2 separate regions of the Sus scrofa genome follow, and region 2 is linked to region 1. The links are chromatin contacts, called in public Hi-C maps. All regions are on one chromosome and are shown on one strand. Each heading gives the region's core, a stretch centred on a gene start, on an enhancer-like site or on the middle of the called end of the contact. The rest is flanking DNA. Distances are from core to core; before and after follow the strand shown. Region 1 holds the start of U2AF2 (U2 small nuclear RNA auxiliary factor 2). Region 2 holds the start of UBE2M (NEDD8-conjugating enzyme Ubc12).

Evidence for each region. A called contact is a pair of places that touch in the nucleus more often than the background predicts.
Region 2: a contact with region 1 is called in a Hi-C map of embryonic fibroblasts, with 2.5 times the contacts expected there. The contact joins the promoter of UBE2M here to the promoter of U2AF2 in region 1. A contact is called at or near these places in 2 of 47 Hi-C or Micro-C datasets (embryonic fibroblasts and skeletal muscle).

What each region holds. Positions count from the first base shown.
Region 1 is chr6:59,771,072-59,777,417 of Sscrofa11.1, forward strand. U2AF2 (U2 small nuclear RNA auxiliary factor 2) reads left to right here and starts at 3,119. Exons shown (of 12, transcript NM_001315804.1): 1 at 3,119-3,167. The coding sequence starts at 3,119. CCDC106 (coiled-coil domain-containing protein 106) reads left to right here. Exons shown (of 7, transcript XM_021095056.1): 6 at 1-88; 7 at 638-1,523. The coding sequence ends at 954.
Region 2 is chr6:63,105,450-63,111,795 of Sscrofa11.1, forward strand. UBE2M (NEDD8-conjugating enzyme Ubc12) reads right to left here and starts at 3,166. Exons shown (of 6, transcript XM_021097419.1): 1 at 2,622-3,166; 2 at 1,405-1,499; 3 at 1,258-1,296; 4 at 1,042-1,145; 5 at 685-748; 6 at 83-600. The coding sequence starts at 2,730. The coding sequence ends at 460.

The sequences.
Region 1 (6,346 bases), core at 1,869-4,368:
AGTAACGTCGAGCGGAAGAGGCAGAAGCAGAAAGGAGGCACGGGCCGGAGACGTTTCGGGAAGCCCAAGGCCCGGGAGCGGCAGCGAGGTGAGTGAGGCATGGGATGGAGGCTTGGGGGTCTGGGCTGGGGACCAGCTGTGTTACCTCCAAAGAACTCTCCCTTCCCCGAGCCTGAGTCTCCCATTGGCAAACAGAGATCTGATTCTCCTGTCCCTGCCTCCGTGCTGGTCGGCTCTCACTGCCACCTGCCACGTGACCTTCCTGAGCCTCAGGCTCCTGTCAGGAACAGGGGAGGGGGTGATGGCTTAGGTGGGCTGGGACGCATCCCTTTACCCACTCCCTCGTTCGCTTTCCCGCCTCATCCCCGTCTCTGGGCCCACCTTCTCCGGTTTTCTGGTCTGCCCTGTCTCCATTTCACCCACCTGGTGTAACTCCCATTGCTCTTTCTCCTGATCTGTTTTGTTCTCCTGGTCTCCTCTCTGCTCCTTGCCTGTCTCTGTCCTTCTGGCGTTTATGTCCCCTCTCTCCATTGCTTTCCTCTTGTCTCCTATGGCTGCATCCCCTTCTTGTCCTACTTCCTTTCTCTGCCTGCCCCCTCCATGTCTGTCTCTCTCTTCCCGCCGCCTGGCCCTGCAGTGAAGGACGCGGACGGTGTGCTCTGCCGCTACAAAAAGATCCTAGGCACCTTCCAGAAGCTGAAGAGCATGTCTCGGGCCTTCGAGCACCACCGAGTGGACCGCAACACCGTGGCGCTGACCACGCCCATCGCGGAGCTGCTCATCGTCGCCCCCGAGAAGCTGGCCGAGGTGGGCGAGTTCGACCCCTCCAAGGAGCGTCTGCTGGAATATTCGCGCCGGTGCTTCCTGGCCCTTGACGACGAGACCCTGAAGAAGGTGCAGGCCCTCAAGAAGAGCAAGCTGCTGCTTCCCATCACTTACCGCTTCAAGCGGTGATCCCGCCATCTGGCCCAGGACACGCCCTCTGGCCCCCACTTCCCTCCTCTTCGGCCCCCCGGCACCCGGGCAAGCGTGTGCATGAGTGGTGCACCCATGACGAGGGCGTCGAGGGTGGGCGGCTTGTTTCTGCCCGTCCTCTCTCCTTCCCCTGCTGTAGACCGCCGTTCCCTCCTCAGGCTCCCGGTACATAGATCTGCCCCCTCTGCCTCCCACATTCCTAGCGTCCTCCCCTTTCTCCGCATTCCCGGGGTTGGGGGCGGTCCTCCTTTAGAAAAAGTTCCCAAGAATTATCAAGGGACCAGATCCTACCCTTTCCTAAACACTGGTACCCCCTCCCACTTGAGCGGGACTGTCCTGCCCTCACAGGGCCCTTCCTCCTGGGACCCTGCGGGGCAGAGGGGCACTGTACACATCCCGTCTCCGCCCCCGGACCCGAGGAGTGGCCGGCCCACCAGCCCGCCCTGCAAGGAGCTCCCCACCCGCATTCCGGGACAGCCCTGAGTCCACGTGAGAGAGAATTATTAAGAGAATTTAAATTAAAAAGAGGTGATAAAATTTGGAATAAACCAGGCCCCGGCCTCTTGCTGGGAGGGGGTGGCTGTTGCCGCGGAGACAGTGACAGGGGCTCCAGGGGGGGCTCCGGGGAGCGGATGGTCAGGCGGGAAATGGGGAGGTTGGGGAGACAAGGTGTAATTAGTCCCCCAGAGGCAGGAGTGGGAGGAGAGAAGCAGCTGTGCCCTGAACAACTCGGAGGAGCAGAACTCCGGGAAGGAGGCATGAGCCGACTTGGACCAGAGGCAAGGCGGCAGAAGGCGGGACTCAATGACTTTTGGGAGAGGCGACCATCGAGGGGAGCGGGGAGCTCTGAACAGAGACTGCCTCCAGGAGGCGGTAAAGCGAGATTCTCTGTCTCCCGGAAGTGCCCGCTGCGTGGCTAGCAGCGTCGGCGCGGTTGGGGGGGGGAACGCTCGCTTGTGTGGTTGCCACGGCAACCGCAAGGGGGCGGCCTTGCTCAACGGTCGGGAATGTAGTCCCTTCCCTGGAGGAAGGAAATCTCGCGCACGCGCGCTCGGGCTGTGGCCCCGACGACCCGCCCCCCCTCTCCGAACAGTGAGAGGTCTCGGTTCAGACCGATCTCTACGCAGGCGCAGAGGCTCTCTCGCGCTCGCCCCTTCCACTTTGCGCATGCGCACAAAGCCGCGCTGGCAACCTCCGCAGCAGCCGCGCGCACTCTTCACTCCGCTGGCTGCTTTTGTCTCGCGAAACCTTCTTAGGCGCTTCTCAACATCGGTCCTTCTTTTCCTCCCATCGCCCCACAGGGAGAGCCGGGTGCTGAGAGCCGAGACCCTGCCTCTTCTTTTCCTTTCCCCTGACCCACCTCGCCTCTGTCCTCCCTCCCTTTTTGGTTCCCGGAGCCGGAAGGAGCCGAAGCGCCCACGGAAAAAGCCGAAGGTGTCTGCTGTGAGTCCTTCCCCAGGCGGTGGCGGAAGGAGCCGAAGTTCTCCGAAAGGGGGAGGAGGTTGCTCTTGGAATCTCCGGAAAGAGCCGAAGTTTGGAAACGGGTTTAATCTCTGGTTGGGCCCGAGGGGGAGCGCCAGAGACCTTCGGAAAGTGCCGAAATCCGGGACGGTTAGGATTGTCGGAAGTGGCCGATTGCTTGGACAGGGCCGTTGGGAAAGAGAGGGTAGAATCCGTGGAAGCAGCCAAAGACGGACGGTTTGAGTTCTTGGAAGAAGCTGAATTCTAAGTGGGGAGTCTGGGTGCTAGGAATGCGAGGACCTACGGAAACATCCGAACGTTGAAGAGCTACTATCCGAAAAGTTACGAAAACCTGAGAAGCCTGCGAAACCCTCGCTTCGGGTGTTTTCGGAAGCAGCCGAAGTCGCCTCTCCCTTCGCTCCTCCACGGTCCGGAAATAGCCGACGCGTTTCGGAGCCAGGCCCTGGGGGGAGGTGCGCCTCGTGGGCGGGCCGGCGGGGAGAGGGGCGGAGCCGGGGCGGGGCTGGGCGGGCGGCAGGGGCTTGATTAGGTAGGAGGCGGTGGAACGCCGGCGGCGGCCGGAAGTAGCCGAAGCAAGCGGCGGAAGTAGCCGAAGCGGCCGGATCGGGCGCGCGGCAAGGCGAGGCGAGAGCTACACAGGGCCCTACGCGGCCGCCTCAGCATGTCGGACTTCGACGAGTTCGAGCGGCAGCTCAACGAGAATAAGCAAGGTGAGGGCGCCGGGGGTGCGGGGCGGCGGGCGGGGCGGCTCTCGGCTTCCCCCTGTGTCCCCCGCCATTTTCCCCCTCGCTTCCCCCCCTTAGGCCCGCACGGCGCCCCCCCACCCCGCGGTGCGCGCCTTACTCACGTGACCGCCCGGCGTGCCGCCGCGCGGGAGGGGAGGGGGCGGCGGGCGCATGCGCGCCGCGTTCGGTTCCGCGCCCCACGTGGCCCCCGGCGCGGGTGGCGCGGGCGCCGCAGGCTGTCGGGAGTCCGTTGCGGACTTATTTTCTATTTTTTTAATTTGGAAAGGAGATTATGTAGATTGGGTCCCGCAACCCCTCCTTTTCTCCCGATGCCCTCGCACTTCCGCTTCCGGCCGGGCCCGCGGCCGGTGTCTCCACGCCCCCTTTGTTCCAAAATGGCGGTTGGAGCCCCCCTTCACGTGGGCGCATGCAGGGCCGCGGTGTGGGCCCTTCTCGCACCGCCGCCCTTCGCGCCTTTCCTGGGGGCTAGTCGCCGGGGTCCCTTCCAGCCTAACGTGGGTGATGCGGTGTCTCCTGGGAGAGGTCCGCACTGTGCGTTTTCAGTGTTCCTCCCGCACGCGGTTCTCCCTCGCGCCGTCGCGCCAGGCACAGTGTGGCGTGTCTGCCCCCCATATCTCCTCAGTTAGACAGGTCCCCTGTTCTGTACGAGCCCACCCTCCGGGCGCCGCGTGTGTCCGCCTTTTCAACGTGGCGATAAAGAGACAGGCTCGGAGCGAGTAGGGAGACTTAGCTCAGTTGGGAGGATGGGAGGCAAAGTCCCTCCGGTGATGCGGAGTCCAAGTAGGAGGCCGAGCTAGTGCCGACTAGTTTGGACACCCCACGAATGTTAGAACAAACTTAGGCCTGGAGGAGGTGGCGAGCGCGAGGCCTAAGCTCCTTGTGGTCAGAGGACTGCACAGGGGGCGGGGGGCGCTGGGGTTCCCCTTTCAGCCCAGTCTGCAGTTGGGAGCAGGTGGCTGGTTTAGGAGGAGACAGCGCCTGGGGAAGACGAAGTCGGGTTTCGGAGTGCCCACGGGGTGTCTGTACACGTTGTAACGCTTCACAGCACAGGCTTTGGAGGGGAGGAGACTTGGCTTCTAGTACCTGCTTTGTTGCTAAGTAGTTGTGGAACTTTAACACGTCTATGCTTTTTTTTTTTTTTTTTAATCCTTTTCTTGTGTGTAGTGGCTGTTAAATAGGTATGTGTCTTTATTACCGGTTTCTGGAGTCAATGGTGATGGCAGTACTGATAGTGCTTTGCTAAGCTTTTACACGGCTTATTTAAGTAGATGGTCAACAGCCGTGGGGGACTGACATGACTTCCTTTCCTTTGCAGAGGAGGAAGCAGGCTCAGAAAGCTTGAAAAACTTTCTTTGGTTTTAGCTGGTGAGAGTTGCAGCTGAGGTTAAGTGAGGTAATGTGTGTACAGTGTGTGGCATACGGTCTGGCATTCGTTAAGTGCCTAACGAGGAGTATTGTGAAATGATCCCTAGTGAAATTTCTTAGGAAGGTAATGGAGAGGCTGCCCTGAGCTGCCTCAGAGGTGGTGTCAGAGTTGGGACAGCAGGGAGAGGTGCTTTCCCAGCGTCATTATCCCATGTCCCACACTTGGGGCGGGATGAGCGTCGTTTAAAAGACCGGGAACACTGAGGTTGGAAGGTACGGTTGCTGTTTTGTGGTTTTATGCAGTTGGTAGACAGAAGAGCTGAAGCTGATCCTGAGTCTGGCTGCAAAACCACGTGCCCCTAGGCTGGACTGCTAGATGGAACTGAATGAACCTTCCTTGGGGCACTTGCACACGTGCTGCTTGGTTTCTCTTGGGTGTCCCCACTGGTACTGGCACGTCCCTTGGGCTGGTGGAGTTGTTCCCACAACAAAGTGATCACAGCGTTTTGAGTAACCACAGCTGCCTTTCCTTCCTGACCTGTTTGGGTTGAGGCAGGGAACCTACTGTTGCTTTAAGGGGAAGCTTTGCCCTAGTATCGTTGTGCCTGTGGGTCTTTGTCTCTGTGGTCCAAGCCTCCTCCAAGCCTCAGTCCCTGCCTTGTGCACCTGTGTCTCCAGGGAATTAATTTCCTTGTCTGTGTCTCAGGCACCCAGCAGGCGCCACTTCTTCCTCTGTGTCTGTTCCTCTCTGCCTGCTTGTCTGTTTCAGAACCAAAGCCACAAAAGACGCTGTTTTTATAGTTGGCCCATCTTTCAAGAGTGGAGCCAGAGGCCCAGAGCCTCAGGCCAGCACACCTCTGGGCCCTCAGTGTCATGCTTACCTGCTACTTCATGCTACTTGCCTCCTGGTTCCAGGCTTGGATTTGTTTTTCGTGTTCAGTCTGTGTCTTCAAGGAGGTAACCGCTTGTCTTTAGGGGCTCCCGCCAGACCCTGGAGTGTTCTGGCTGCCCCATGTTGAGTATTGCCTAGTGCTTAACTGCACTTGTGGGCATTTCAGTGTTCACAACTTCCTTGCTTTTTGGCCAGGGGCAAGTCACATGACCTCCCTGAGCCTCAGTTTTCCCATCTGTCAGGTGAGCCTCTAGCAGTGTCTCCCCAAGGTAACAAGATTAAGTTCAAGTAGAGCTAGCACAGGATCTAGTCTTAGGTACCATTGCAGTGTTGGCTGGAATTTTTTTTTCTGTTTTCCAAGGTGCGTGTTTTTCTGTCTTTTAGTGGTTCTGGAGTTTGAGTTCACTTGTGAAAAGTTTTATGTTTAATTGCATCAGAAAAACATGTGAGGCAAAAGCAGTAGAGGTGAGGTTAAGGTCCATGCTGACGTCTGGTCCTTACTGCTTTTTCTCCCTGTGTCCGGACAGACGGTCAAGTTGAGAAGCGTGTTGATGTGCATCTGAGGGGTGGGGCAGCATAGCTGGGTGTTGGTGTTTCGAACCAAGGAAATAGAGTGCCGCGTGGCCCTGGAACTGCCCCTCTTTCAGGAGTGAAAGGTCTGCTGGGAGCCAAGGGTTCTGTGGTTCTGCTGGGCAGGGAGGCAGAATCTGCCCCCAAGGGGAGGGGAGGGGGTAGAAGGAGCCAGCTAGCGGCCCGTGGGGAGCTCCGAGAAAGCGTCCACCCTGGTTTCTCCTGTCCCTGGCTCTGAGGACCTGTGGGTCTGGGGGGCCTGGGTGGGTCACCTCCCCTTCAGCCCGGATTCTGGAAGGGGCGCCTCCCTGGAGGA
Region 2 (6,346 bases), core at 1,916-4,415, 3.3 Mb after region 1:
ACAACTCCCACCATTCTTGCTGCAGAAGCCCTGGTGGTATCACCTGACCCTCCCAGCCCACAAAAGGAAGAGGCAGAGGCCATGCAGTAACATTCCCCTTTAATAGCCTGGTGGGACCTCCAGTGGTGGAGGGGTGGGGTGCCGGGTTCCCGGCCATCCAGTCCCCTTGGCTACCCACCCCAGAGCCCAGTATAGTGGGGCTGGACAGCACCCAGCAGGGGGCTAGACAAGCCAATTCATTTCCCATCGCTGAGCTGGTCGGGGGAGGCAGTGCCGACCTTAATCACATGGTGGTTTAAAAAAAAACAAACTAGGAGCGGGTGGCAGGGAGGGGTGGCAGGCCAGGGCATGGGATTCCCCCACCGGCTCTCCCATGCCCCCCCCACCTGTGGCCCCCAATAAATATCTGCAGGGGATGCCCGGGCTAGTGACCCCGGCAGGGGTGGGTAGGCGCCAACCCTATTTCAGGCAGCGCTCGAAGTAGGTGGAGCCGATATAGCCACCCCGCATGGAGCGCTGCACGTTCTGCTCAAACAGCCTCCGGTTGTTCTGCAGGACCTCGGCGGCCTCCTTGTTCAGTGGGTCTTCAGGGTTGGGCTCCTGTGGCCAGCAGCGGTGGGGGGTCAACAAGCCCAAGGAGCAGAGGGCCAACCTTCCCCAGCCCCAGCCCCCAACTCTACTCACCAAGAAGAGATACTGCAGGCCATAAATTATGGAGTTTATCGTAAGGACTGGCTTCCAGTCCTCTCTGTGGGCAGACAGCATCATGGTCAAGGGCTGGTGAGTGGGCAGCTGCCACAGACCCTGCTGGGACTGGACAGGTCAAGCCCAGGGCATGGGACAGTGTGAATGTGAGAAGCTAGTGGGAGGGTGCAGAGGACAGGCCAGGGAGAAAGCCAAGGTCAAGCCATGAGGAGGAGATGAAGAGACAGGGACAGAGACCACAAGGGGGAGTGAAGGGGCAGAGACAGGTGCAGTGCAAGGCCATGAAGGGGGCCTGGCGGGCAGGGCTGGAGAGCAGCGGAGGGCTAGTGCCCTCACCTGAGGATGTTGAGGCAGACGTTGCCCTCGAGGTCAATGTTGGGGTGATAAACCATCGTCTCACACTTCACCTTGGGGGGGTCATGCGGGTAACCCTGGCCCACCTGGCTCCAGGAAGAGAGAGGGGAGGTGGATAATGCCCCAGCAGTGTCTGGCTGGAGCCTCCGCTGCTGCCTTCTCAGCCCAAGGAGCCACCCCTGTCCACCTGGGACTCACCTTAAAACTGAACACAAACTTCCCGCTCTTGTAGAAGCCCTGTGAGGGAAGAGAAGAGGAAGTAGGACCCCATCACCCCATCCTGCAGGGCCTGGCAGGTGAACCAGGTATTCCCACCTGAGGAAACGCAGTGAAGGGTGCCCTCACCTCATCAGGACAGATAACCAGCTTGAAGTTGAGGAGGTCGTCTGGATCTGAAAAACTGATGTCACACGTCTTGGGCAGATTCAGCTCGTTTATGTCTGGGTTTACACAGCAGAGAAAGGAAATAGAAAGGAAGGTGCTCAGAAAAGGGGCTGGCGTCAGCAGAGCTCCCACCGCCTCCGCCAGGGCTCGAAGGGGCCTCTCCTGGGCGGTGGGCCACATCCCCAACCCCCTCCCTGCTCTTTCTGCTCCCCAATCCCCAGGTAGGGTCTTGTGGATCTACAGAACACACTGCAAACTTGCATGTTTAATCGTGGCTGTACCTGAGCTTCTTGCCTAGGGTAAGCTCCAGTGTTTCTGAATCCACAGCCCTAAGTCCCAGGTCCCAGCACCTGGGTCCCTCCAACCCAACTCCCAAATGCCCCATCAAGCCCCTGACTACCCCACACCCAGGATCCCTGGCCATAACCTCCACTTTCTAAAGGAGTCCCCACTCAAGGAACTTATTCCTCCCCACCCCCTAAATCACTCCCTCCACCAATCCCCAGCCCCACCGTTCATCTACATCTCTGCTTGTCATCCCAAACCCAAGTACCCACCTGACCCTCAGATCTATGGGTCCCCAGCCCTCCTACCCACACCACTCTGACTATAAGATTACCTGCATCTCCAGCGTGATCGTTTAAACTCAACCTTTCTCTTTCTCTAATCTCTGGCACACACTATCCCTCTCCTCCTCGTGTCACCCCAAAGCCAAACTGCCATGTGACTGCCCCCTGACCCAGGAATGCCAGGACTCTAACCTACTTCACCACGTCTGACTCTTGATTCCTAATGGCTCCAGCATAAAACACTGTCTCTCACTCCATTCCTCAATCCCGGCCCCCGCTATCTGTATCTCCTCTGCCTGTCATCCAGGTTCCCGTCTGATCCCCAGACTCTCGAATCCCTGGTCCTCCCCCTCCACTGCGTGACCCTCAGATTCCCGGTTCCTAGTATCAAACGCCTGGCATTCGGAATTCCCTAAACGCCCCATCCTAGGCCTCCCATCTCTGACCCCTCCAATGACTGTATTACCCCCAACCCCCACCCCCAGGGCCCCGATCTCCAATCCCCACATCCGCAACCCCATTTCCGACATCTCTGACCCCCCTGGCGACCACATCACCCTCACCCAGGCTCTGACCTCCGACCTCCACCCTCATCCCCCGACCTCCTACCCTTCTGGATCCGCAACTGCGCCGCCGACGCCTTCTTGCTGCTGCCCTTGGTGCCGCCCGCCGACTCCTCCTCCTTCTTCTGCTGCTTCAGCGAGAACAGCTTGATCATCCTGCCGCCGCCGCCGCTGCCGCCGCTGCGGGGCCCGGGACCCCGGCCACCCGGCCCCCCGCCGCCGCCCGCGCCGCCTCCGCCACTCGGACCCGCCGCCGCGGCCTTCTTGGCTGCTGCCGCCACCCGCCCGGCCTGCCGCGCCGCTCCGCGCCCACCGCGCGGCCCGCGTCGGCTCCCGTAGTCGGCTCCGGCCTGGCCCGGCGCCTCGGGCTCGCTCGGCAGCGCTCGGGCCCGCTCGGCTGTCCTCGGGCCCGCTCGGCCCCGCCCCACCCGCCGCTCCCTCCTCCCCTTCGCCCACTTCGGTGTCCTGAGGGCCAGCTGCTGCGGGGACGCCGGCTTCTCTGGCTACGCCGCTGGCGCGCTCCCTCGCTCCCTGCGCGAGGGGCGTCTGCGGCTAGAGGTGGAAGGGGGGAGGCGAGGGCCTCGGGGGAGGCGGCCGCGTACGGAAGGAGTGTCGGCTTCCGCGGCAGCGGCGGCTTCGGCGCGGAGGTCTGCAACGGCCTCGGGCGCCCCACCGCTTCGGATATTTCCGCCGCCTGCCCGCCTCGGCTCTTCCCGCCCGAACTGCTCTGTGCGCCTGCGCAGCAGCCGTCGCCGCCGCCGCCCCTCTGCCTTGCCTCTCGGTGGGACTGGGGATCGGGCTGCTTCGGCTAGGCTCGGGCATTTCCGTCCGTGCAGACCGTCCCGTGGTCACTTCCGGGGACGCCCGCGGAGCCAGGGAGGGGGCGGTGCTGCGGCCGTCTTTAAGTGGGGCAGATGCGGGCCGCTTCATTTGTGGTCCAGCCATTCCCATCTGCAGTCGTGCGGACGGCAGCGAAGGTGGGTCAAACAAGGTGCTTGCCCCTGCGGGTCATAGGCTGAGGCAGGGTCAGGGCCAGAGCCTGAGCAAGGCCTAGAGGGTGCAGGGTCCAGCACCTTCCGTGTCCCCTTGCAAACCGAAGAACCCGCTCGCAGAGACTCCGGTTTAGGTAAACTAACGAATAAAACATGTACTGTGGCAGAGAATAGCAAGCACTGCGAAAATTTACACGGGAGACGGAACATGGGGCACGGCCTCCCAGCGCGTGTCCCCTGTTTGGCAGAGGCGCCCTACGCCCTTTCGAGGTGTGCGTGCTGTGGGCGGGGCTAGCCTCCCCTCCAATCACAGTTCAACGTGCCTCGGTGGGCGGGGCGGGAGGAAGCGCCGAAGGATTCACCGACTTCCGGATGTTACCACGGGTGCTGTCAGGCTGTGAGCGCCGTAGAAAGGGCTGGTCCGGGCGGGCGACCCGGCTCGTGGGCCGGCCGGGGCTCTGCGCTTCAGCCTTCTCACGTCCGAATGCGGCTCCCGTCGCCTGTTCCATTCCGTCACTGCGGCCACGTGCCGCCATTACCGAGGCATTTTGTGGGAAGTAGTCCCGGCGCGGCGCTGGGGGCCGGCAGGCACGATCCTTGGCCTCTTGCCGGGCGATCGGGCTCCGTCCTCACCCCAGGAAGTCGCTTCCATCCCTTTGGGTCTTGGTCTGGCCTCCATCCCGGGCCCAGCCTCCTCGGAGGCCCTGCCCAGGCACCCTCGGCGTTCTTGGGCTCCGTGGACTGGATCCCAGTGTTGTCTGCGCAGCCGCTTTCCCTTTCGGTCCTTCCATTCGCCTTCCACCATCCCAGAAGCTTCTTTCAGCTTTCTAGCCCTAGCCTCACAGTCCCAGTATGGTTGACTCCCTTGAGAGCTGAGTGTTGGAGAGGCGCCAGGGTGAGGACGAGGGACCAGAAGCCTCAAACAGCTCAGGTTTTGGGGGGTTGACAAGCTTGCAATCATCCTAGCTTCAGGCTTCGGACATGGCTGGCCCTGGGACCCGGAGGCCCCCTCTGGACTCAGTTTCCATCCTCCTCTATCCCTTCCTCCGTTCTTTTCATCCACTGTGCTCTTAACTGATTGTTTTTGTACAGGACATGAGGGTTGATGACTGTCTCGCGGTTTACCAAGTCTCGGCGTAGTTTCAATTGTCCAGGTTACTTCATGTGTCCACTAGTCAGGCCAGTTGCTGGGGCCCTTCAGCTCAGGTCCCATCTGGTGATGGGGTATTGGTTCCCTGGAGAGGTGACACTGGACTAGTCAAAGCTATGATCTTGGTCTTGTGGCTTCCCACCAAACAGTAGCTAAGACTTAACCATGGAGCAAAATGCTGGGCAAAGGGGACTGTGGTGTCTGGACCAGGGAGGAGGGGATGGCCTAACTGTGGCGGGGCACTGGGTTGGAAGTGATGGAGCTAAGCTGTATGTTCCTTGTCGCCCTTGTGGCAGAGGGACACAGGTGGTTTGGGTAGCACATGTGCATGTATCCCGTGGGCCTGCAGCCTCTCAGACAGCACAAAGCTTCACCCAGGCAGGTCAGGGCCAGTGCCCTGGAGTGACTGTGCAGAATGTGGCTAGTGAGTTGTGAGGGTGGACGTGCACCCGGGTTGTTATCATGGTTTTGAGACCCGGGAAGAAAGGGTCTGTTTTGGGAATGAGGGAGCAGGAGCAGTCAGGAAAAGGGGGCTGAAGGGCTGTGGGCCTCCAGCCTAGACATGGATGGCTACGATCAGAACGGTGATGGGAGATGGAGAGAAGTGGATAGATTCAGGAGGCTGGGGTTTGGGTGAGAATGGATGGATGTGGCATGGAGAGGCTGGGCTTGGGAGTGAACAGTGTGGGCACAGGTACAGTCAGTCCAGGACAGGCTGGGCACTGTTGTGGGTTTCTTAGATGACCAGGGCTTGGGTATCCCTCTTCTGGGTTCCTCCTATGGTTCTGGCCCAGTGGGGCCAAGGGGTCATTCTTTCCCTACCCTCAGCCCTTGGATTCTCAACCCGCAGCCACATGATTGGATTAGTGTCCCACCAACTGCAGAAATGGCTTTTCATGGACGGTTCTTACAAAGCCGTTTGTGTTTATTTCTTAGGGCTGGTTCGGCAGGTGGGTCTTTGGACTTCTCAGGGCTTTAGGTGTGGGGCCCTGACTGAATGGCTCCATACTTTTCATGGTCATCGTAATTTTTCCTCTGTGGAATTTCTTTTTTTTTTGTCTTTCTGTCTTTTTAAAGCTGCACCCGTGGCATATGGAGGTTCCCAGGCTAGGGGTCTAATCGGAGCTGTTGCTGCAGGCCTACGCCAGAGCCACAGCAACACCAGATCCAAGCTGTGTCTGCGACCTACACCACAGCTCACGGCAACACTGGATCCTTAACCCACTGAGCAAGGCCAGGGATTGAACCTGCAACCTCATGGTTCCTAGTCAGATTCATTTCTGCTGCGCCAAGACGGGAACTCCAATTTCATGTTTTTATGTAGTTGTATCGGGACAGATTTCCCTTCGTGATCAACAGGAAGATGACCAAAGATGAGAGCTTTCTTGTTCTCGTTGTGTCTGATTATAAAAGTCACATAAGCTTGTAAAAAAAAAAAAAATCCACGTTACCGGGTTTAGAAAGTTCCGGGAGCATCTCTCCAACCTGAGACCGCTAGCTCCCTCAGTGTTCGCTCCTGTGCCCTCCCTGCTCTGATTCTCTCAGCCGCTTCACACCTTCCTCTCCCCTCTGATTCTGCAGATCCCAGACCAGGCTTCTCAGAAGTCCCCTTTGTGGTCAGAACAGTGG